Regions from separate parts of the Cricetulus griseus genome. Here region 2 is linked to region 1. Evidence: chromatin contacts called from public Hi-C data. All regions are on one chromosome and are shown on one strand. The core of a region is the stretch at or near the end of the contact, and the rest is flanking DNA. Distances in the headings are between cores, read along the strand shown.

Region 1 (3,419 bases), core at 362-2,861:
CTAATTCCAAGCCTAGGATGTTTGTAGACCTTGAGTGCCAAGCAGTAACTAAGAAGAAAAGGGATTAAATATGAGCACCTATAGAATTCTGTGGAGCGGAGCAACTCACATTTTAAACATTTATTAATAGCCGTGGTGTCCGTGAGGAGATAGTTTATTCTTTTTTAAACTCTGTGACTGAAATTAAAATACTCAGTTTCATTAACGTCTGTTGATAAACAGAAGGCGGGCTTTCCGCCTGTACAAATGGCACGGAAAATGACAATAAGACCCAACAGATCTCAGCCCCTGAGGCCAGTCCCAAGTCTTTCAAGTATCCCTGGACCTTCTCCCTATTTTAATTTTTTTTCCCCAACTGAAGAAAGGGATGAAGGAGCAGTATACAATTTAAAGCCTCTTCATAAGCGTGTGAGTGAATTTCAAGTATGCTAAACACCTCAGTCTCCCAACCTAATTAGAACGCGTCGAACAGCGGCATTTGTGGGACACTTTAAAACTTGCAGTATACTAGCCCATCAGGAGAGCGCCCCTGTGTGTCCCGGAGTTGACTGCGCGCCGCAGGTCTTCCCGCGGTCCCAGCTGCCCCCCTTCTCAGGGAGGTCCCAACCTTGCCAGAGTGCGCAGCAGCCAGCCCCGGGTGACCCAGCACCCCGGGCCATACCCTGTCCCAGGGTATGTCTCGGCGGGTGATTTAGTACCTGCCAGGGATTATAAACCTCGACTGCTAAGGACTAACATTTTCAGTGACTTCCAAAACGGGAAGAAATCCACTCTCTTGCACAAAAGTAAGATTTTTTTTTTTTGCATATACAAAAGCGCAAAGCCTGGGCAATACCGATATTTCCAGGGGAGGGGTGATGGTGGTTAAGATTGTGAACATCCAACTTCTGGTTTCAGATTGCAGGTTAGCCATCGGAACGCCTACTGAGTACCAGGAGCTGGCACTGGGAGGAGCACAAGTTTTTCAAAGTCTGCCGTCTTGCTAGCTCGGCTGTGTATGTCAAGTTCTGAGGCGTTCCGGCCTTAGAATCCCACGGAATCCAGACCGCGTACCAAGGTGTAAACGATTAACAAACACGCGGTCGCTCCTTAAGTACTGGCGCGTTTGTGATCCAGCACAATCAGAAGGGGGACAGGTGGCACAGCTGAAATTGACCTCTCAGTCCCGCTTGTTTAAAAGCGCCGGACCTCGAAAAAGACGCTTAGCTGGAGAGAGGTGGCCTGATGGAGGCCCTGGAAGCAGACGTTCACAAACCAGAATCTTCCAGCAAAGTGAGCCCAACACTGGCGGGTAGCCGCAGAGAGCTCCAGAAGGACTTAGGCGCAGGTTTCCCGCCCGGGTAGTCTCTAGGCGGCTTTATTAGCATTGACCACGCCCTCATCACTATCCTGACCCACTATTGGCCGACGCTCTTCCGCTGCCCGCTCCGGGCGGGGCCTCGGGGCGCTGGGGGAGAGGCCCGGGCGGCCGGGCGGTGGGCGGGGACGCACGGAGCGCGCGGTGGGGCGGCCCAGCTCGAGGCAGGGCGGGAGGGGGCGGGCCCGGGGCGGGGCCTCCCGGCGGGCATTAGAGGCAGGTGACCCGGGCGGGGCGGGAGAGGGCAGTCAGCCTGCGGCCGTGGCTTCTCCGCTGCCTTCGCGCACTGTGGCTCGGAGCTCGCTGGAGGTGGGCGAAAGAGTGCGAGAGCGCGGGGGAGGAGCCGAGCGGGGCGCGTCCTGAGAGCTCTGCCACCGCCCCCCGGAGTCTGCTGGAGCGCGGAGCCCCCTGCAGGGGAGGCGGCGAGCGGCTGGCGGGACGCGGCGGCGGGCGCGGACCATGCAGTCCCGGCCCGGCCAGTGCCGGCTGCTCGCTGTGCTGTGAGGTGGCCGGGTCCCCTCCAGCCGCCGCATCCCTCCGCCTTCCAGCCCAAGTGCTGCCCGGCGTCCTTGCCCTTCGTCTGGGCTCCGGGACACCGGTGGAAGGCACGGCGTGTCGCTGCCCTGCTCTGCTCGAATCATGCAGGGGGCCCCGAAGGAAGAGAAGGCAACTGACCGGCCCACGCCGACCGTGGTCGAGGGGCACCCTGCTCTCTGAAACGCCCGCCCCCCACCTGCTGCCATGTGTCGCCGCCACAGGTACCTAGCTTGTCGTTAAACTTTTCCAGCTCTGGCCGGATTCGGAGTCTCGGGACGGAGGAGCCCGGCTGGTTGCAGACATCTGCCTCCCAGCAGGACCCTCAGAGGTGAGAGCCCGCGTCTTCCCCTAATCCCAGTTCTCCCGGTTCCTCTGCCCCTTTCTCGGGGACTGAGCTCTCTGGCCCCAGGCACAGCCTGCAGGGCCGGGCCAGGAAAGCAAGGCGGGAGCGGGGAGTGGGGTGCGGGGAGTCTGAAGTTTGATTCCAGGAGGTGGAAGGGAGGAAAGGAGTTAATCTAGAGATTGGAGACCGTGTACGGAGACCGAGTGGTTGGCGCTCCTCTAAGAGGAGTGGTTGCGATTTTTCTTCTCCCCTGCCTTCTCTTTTAAGAGTTGTGTCCTTGGAATCGGAGCCCTAATCGTCTCTCTAGCTAGCCCTATCTGGCGTGGAGCGCTGCCGGCGGAGGCAGCGCCTTCCCGAGGCAGTTTATCTTTGGACGGATTTCTTTAAGAGAAAAAGAAACCAACAGGTTGCCAGCCCGAGCGTCACACTCAAGATTCCGGAGAGGGAGAAGCCGGGGCAGCGGATTCGTCGGTCAGCGCCGACCCTTGCGGGCAAGGGGAAGAAGGGGGCGATGGCTCGACCCGACCCGTCCGCTCCGCCCTCACTGCTGCTGCTGCTACTAGCGCAGCTGGTGGGCCGGGCAGCGGCCGCCTCCAAGGCCCCGGTGTGCCAGGAAATCACGGTGCCCATGTGCCGAGGCATCGGCTACAACCTGACGCACATGCCCAACCAGTTTAACCACGACACGCAGGACGAGGCAGGCCTGGAGGTGCACCAATTCTGGCCGCTGGTGGAGATCCACTGCTCACCGGACCTGCGCTTCTTCCTGTGCTCCATGTACACACCCATCTGCTTGCCGGACTACCACAAGCCGCTGCCACCCTGCCGCTCCGTGTGCGAGCGCGCCAAGGCCGGCTGCTCGCCTCTCATGCGCCAGTACGGCTTCGCCTGGCCGGAGCGCATGAGCTGCGACCGCCTCCCTGTGCTGGGCGGTGACGCCGAGGTTCTGTGCATGGATTATAACCGAAGCGAAGCCACCACTGCGTCCCCCAAGTCCTTCCCTGCCAAGCCCACCCTCCCAGGCCCACCAGGGGCGCCATCTTCCGGGGGCGAGTGCCCCTCGGGAGGTCAATCTGTGTGCACGTGCCGTGAGCCCTTCGTGCCTATCCTGAAGGAGTCACACCCTCTCTACAACAAGGTGCGCACCGGCCAGGTGCCCAACTGTGCAGTGCCCTGCTACCA
Region 2 (3,419 bases), core at 444-2,943, 180 kb before region 1:
ACATATCAGGAGGCTATGACAGGAAGGAGTGGAGTTTGAGGTTAGCCTGGACTTCATAGCTAGACTCTGGGGAGGGAGAGAAGGGGGAGGGAGAGAGAAAGAGAGAGAGAGAGAGAGAGAGAGAGAGAGAGAGAGAGAGAGAGAGAGAACCAGTTAGGCCGCTCTGCTAGTCTTTATCAAGTGAGGTGATGGGTGATGACTTAAATGAGTGACTGGCAATGAGGATAGATGGAGTATAAGCCAGTAAGGAAAGAAGGGCCCACCATTTGGAATGTCATGCCCTGCCTTCTGTCTTCTCTCAGTAACCAATTCTGTTCTCTTCAGTATCTGTTGCCAACACTACCTCCTCGCCAAGACTTACCAGAACTTCTCAGATGCAGATCTCTTCTGAGGTTCTGACCCCATTAGCTGTACTCATTGAAAAGCTTTCAGTACTTCGGGCTTCATAGTGTGGACACTTTGAGACTCATTTTATTTCCTCTACTGTGGGCTATAAACACAGGAGATTCTAGCCAAGTCACCTGTTGATACATTGTCCAGATATTAGGTGAGACAGCCACCGGTGTACAGGAGAAAGAGATAAAGACTCCTGCCCTTGGAGGAGAGAGCTCTTTGCAGAAAATCCAGCAAAGTGGTGTGGTGGAGGAGGACTGAGAATGTCCCTTGAATTTGCGTGGTAAGGTACAGGTCTCACTGGGGAAGTGAAAATGGGGTAGATAGGTAAGTACATAAAGCATTGGAGCTAGAGGGACAAATTCCAGAAAATATTGCAACTTCAGAGGCCTATAGGCTAGAATGTACACGGCTTATATAAGAGACATAGGGAGGATTGTGGATAGAGTATAGGAAGGGTGAGAGATGTTAAAGACAAGTATCAAAGGCCAGACAGTACCCCACAGAATATGGATTATTAATGTGGGGCTGAAAATAATATAATAAAATTTAAAACTTCTGATTTTTTAGGTTAGAGATACATCCTGAAGCATTTATAGTTGAAATGATATGATACTTATAATTTACTTTCAAACATTCTAGGAAGAAAAAATGAAATAAAAATGAAGAGTTGAAGAGAGGTACAGGTGACAAAACATAGTAGAAACTTGATGGGTGTGTGTGTGTGTGTGTGTGTGTGTGTGTGTGTGTGTGTGTGTAGATCAGAGATGAACAACATCACGTGCTCACAGTTTTGGCTAAATTGGCTAGCAAGTCCTTAGCCCCTAAGTACAGGGGTTACGGATTTGCAGCCCTACCTGGCTGTTTACTTGAGTGCTTGGGATCCAAACTCGGGTCCTCATTTGCACTTTACCTATTGAGCCTTCAACCCATACCAATGGGTTTTGAAACTGAATAGTGGTTATTTCCTCTGTCTTCCAGGGTGTTTGAAATTTTCCAAAATGGGGTATATTGAAGGGCAAGCTTGGGAGCTTGGACTAAGTAAGTATGGTGTTCTAGGATATGTGAAGGGTTTTGGCCTGACAAGTAAGTACTATGGAAAGAGAGACCCAGGAAGATCAGCTTGGGATACTATGGGATAGCCAGGAAGGAGGCAGACTGGATCCTGATGAAGGTGGAGACCATGCGAAAGAAACTTTGGGGAACTGATGAGGAAATAATAACAAAAGAGGAACCCCGGCGGGCAGGGCGAGCAGAAGTGAATCAGGTGCCCTGCTGGGAACATTCTCCCTTCCCCTTTAGTCAGTAGCAATCCTAGGGCTCTGGGGATGACGGGGCAGAGAAAAGGGACCTTCACTCAGAAGGAACGGAAGTGCAGGGTGCTGGGAAGCAGGCAGTGGAGGTGAGATGGCTGGTGGGCTTGCTAGCTTCTTAGTTTCGTTATGAAGAATTTCTGGTGATAGTTTCATTGTAAAAGTTACATGTTATGGTGATTTATTTAGAGCATGTTTCCGCTTTTTTTTTTTTTTCTCTAGAAATGGTGTAAATCTTATTAGTGATCCTGTCTGAATCACTTACAGTCATTAAGATTGAAATTCTCTTGTGAAATTGAGTACTTTAAAATGTATATGTAAACCGGGCGGTGCACACCTTTAATCCCAGCACTCAGGAGACAGACACAGGCAGATCTCTCTGAGTTCGAGGCCAGTCTGGTCTACGGAGTGAGTGCCAGGATAGGCTCCAAAGCTACATGGAGAAACGCATCTTGAAAAACAAAACAAACAAAAAATGTATATGTAAATTAAATGAGTTAAAATAATAAGATCTGGAGGAAACTCCAACTGAGGCTATCTATCTATCTATCTACCTATCTATCTATCTATCTATCTATCTATCTATCTATCTTTGTGTGTGTCTATTTGTCAGTAGTAAAAAAAAAATATTTAAAAACATACTTCAGATCCAATAGAAGATAACAGTTGCCAGAAATTAGAGAGACAAGGTAACTCCCCAGACTCCTATAATTAAAGATGTTAATCCTAGAAGTACAAAATCTAGGAAAGGACTAGGTGCCCCAAGAAGCTTCCTGGCTTCTCTCCTGTCCTCATGGCTTTGTTTGTTTGGAGTAAGGGCTTTTCACTGTAGCCAGGCTGGCCTTACACTCTGGGGCCTTCCCACCCCAGCTGAACCCTGGAGGAGAACAAAGATAGGTCTTATTGGGTGGGAAACAGTGTTGGAGCACATGTTAGCTTTCGTACCCTGGAGATTTCCTCTTGTCCCTTCTACCTAACCTGTTGTCTCCATACCTCATACAGGAGTGAGAGCATGGTTCGGTGTGCTTCTGGGCCGAGCACAGTTATAGTCAAACTGAGAATTCATTCCCAGTAGGTACAGTAAAAAGCTCTCAGGCAAGTAAGGAGAGGAGGTGGCAGTCTCTGTCTAAAAGCAAGAGAGGTGGTTTGTTTTACTCAAGGACTCAGAGCTGCGCTGCCAGGTCACAGGAGGAATAAGAGTGGGTGCATATCCTAAGTCTGATTATGCAGAATGCAGCCTGATGGAGATGAGGAGGGAGAGGTGGCAGCAGTCCTCTGACAGCCCTGCCTCCCTCCTGATTGTCAGGAGAGAGAGATGCCCAGAGAGTAGGCATCCATTATCTCTTTCTACAAAGGGATTAGTGTGGGTTGTGAGAAATTAACGCCTTTTTAGTTACCACAGAAATAGTAATGAATTAACATTAGGGCCAGAGATGTAAAGCAGCTAAAATAGGCCTTTCTCCACCTCCTTTCTCTCCTTTCTTCTGTTGGTTTGCTATTCTAAAAGGAGAGCTAGCTAGCCCGCTGCCCCTCCCTCCCTCCCACCCTCCCTTCCTCCCTCCCTCCCTCCCTCTGTCCTTCCTTCTCTCTGTCCCTCCTTCCCTCCCTTTTCTTGTTTCTTTACCCAAAGCAGAAATTATCCATCCTCTTCAGGGATGTGACTCAGTTTGTGGTGTCTGTAGAATGTATCAGCAGAGAGACTGAGAAACAACT

Evidence for each region. Hi-C and Micro-C count contacts between places; a contact is called where the count stands out from the background.
Region 2: a contact with region 1 is called in a Hi-C map of liver, with 2.2 times the contacts expected there. The contact joins the enhancer-like site here to the promoter of Fzd5 in region 1. A contact is called at or near these places in 3 of 8 Hi-C or Micro-C datasets (the CHK-Q cell line, fibroblasts and liver).

What each region holds. Positions count from the first base shown.
Region 1 is chr2:418,753,694-418,757,112 of CriGri-PICRH-1.0, reverse strand. Fzd5 (frizzled-5) reads left to right here and starts at 1,611. Exons shown (of 2, transcript XM_027397103.2): 1 at 1,611-2,222; 2 at 2,505-3,419. The coding sequence starts at 2,749.
Region 2 is chr2:418,931,980-418,935,398 of CriGri-PICRH-1.0, reverse strand. All of the region lies in intron 2 of Plekhm3 (pleckstrin homology domain-containing family M member 3), which reads left to right. Among named protein-coding and RNA genes, the nearest start is that of Plekhm3, 33 kb to the left of the region's middle. Within about 2 kb of position 1,693, at least 1 of the 6 cell types and tissues checked has open chromatin away from gene starts, as enhancers often do.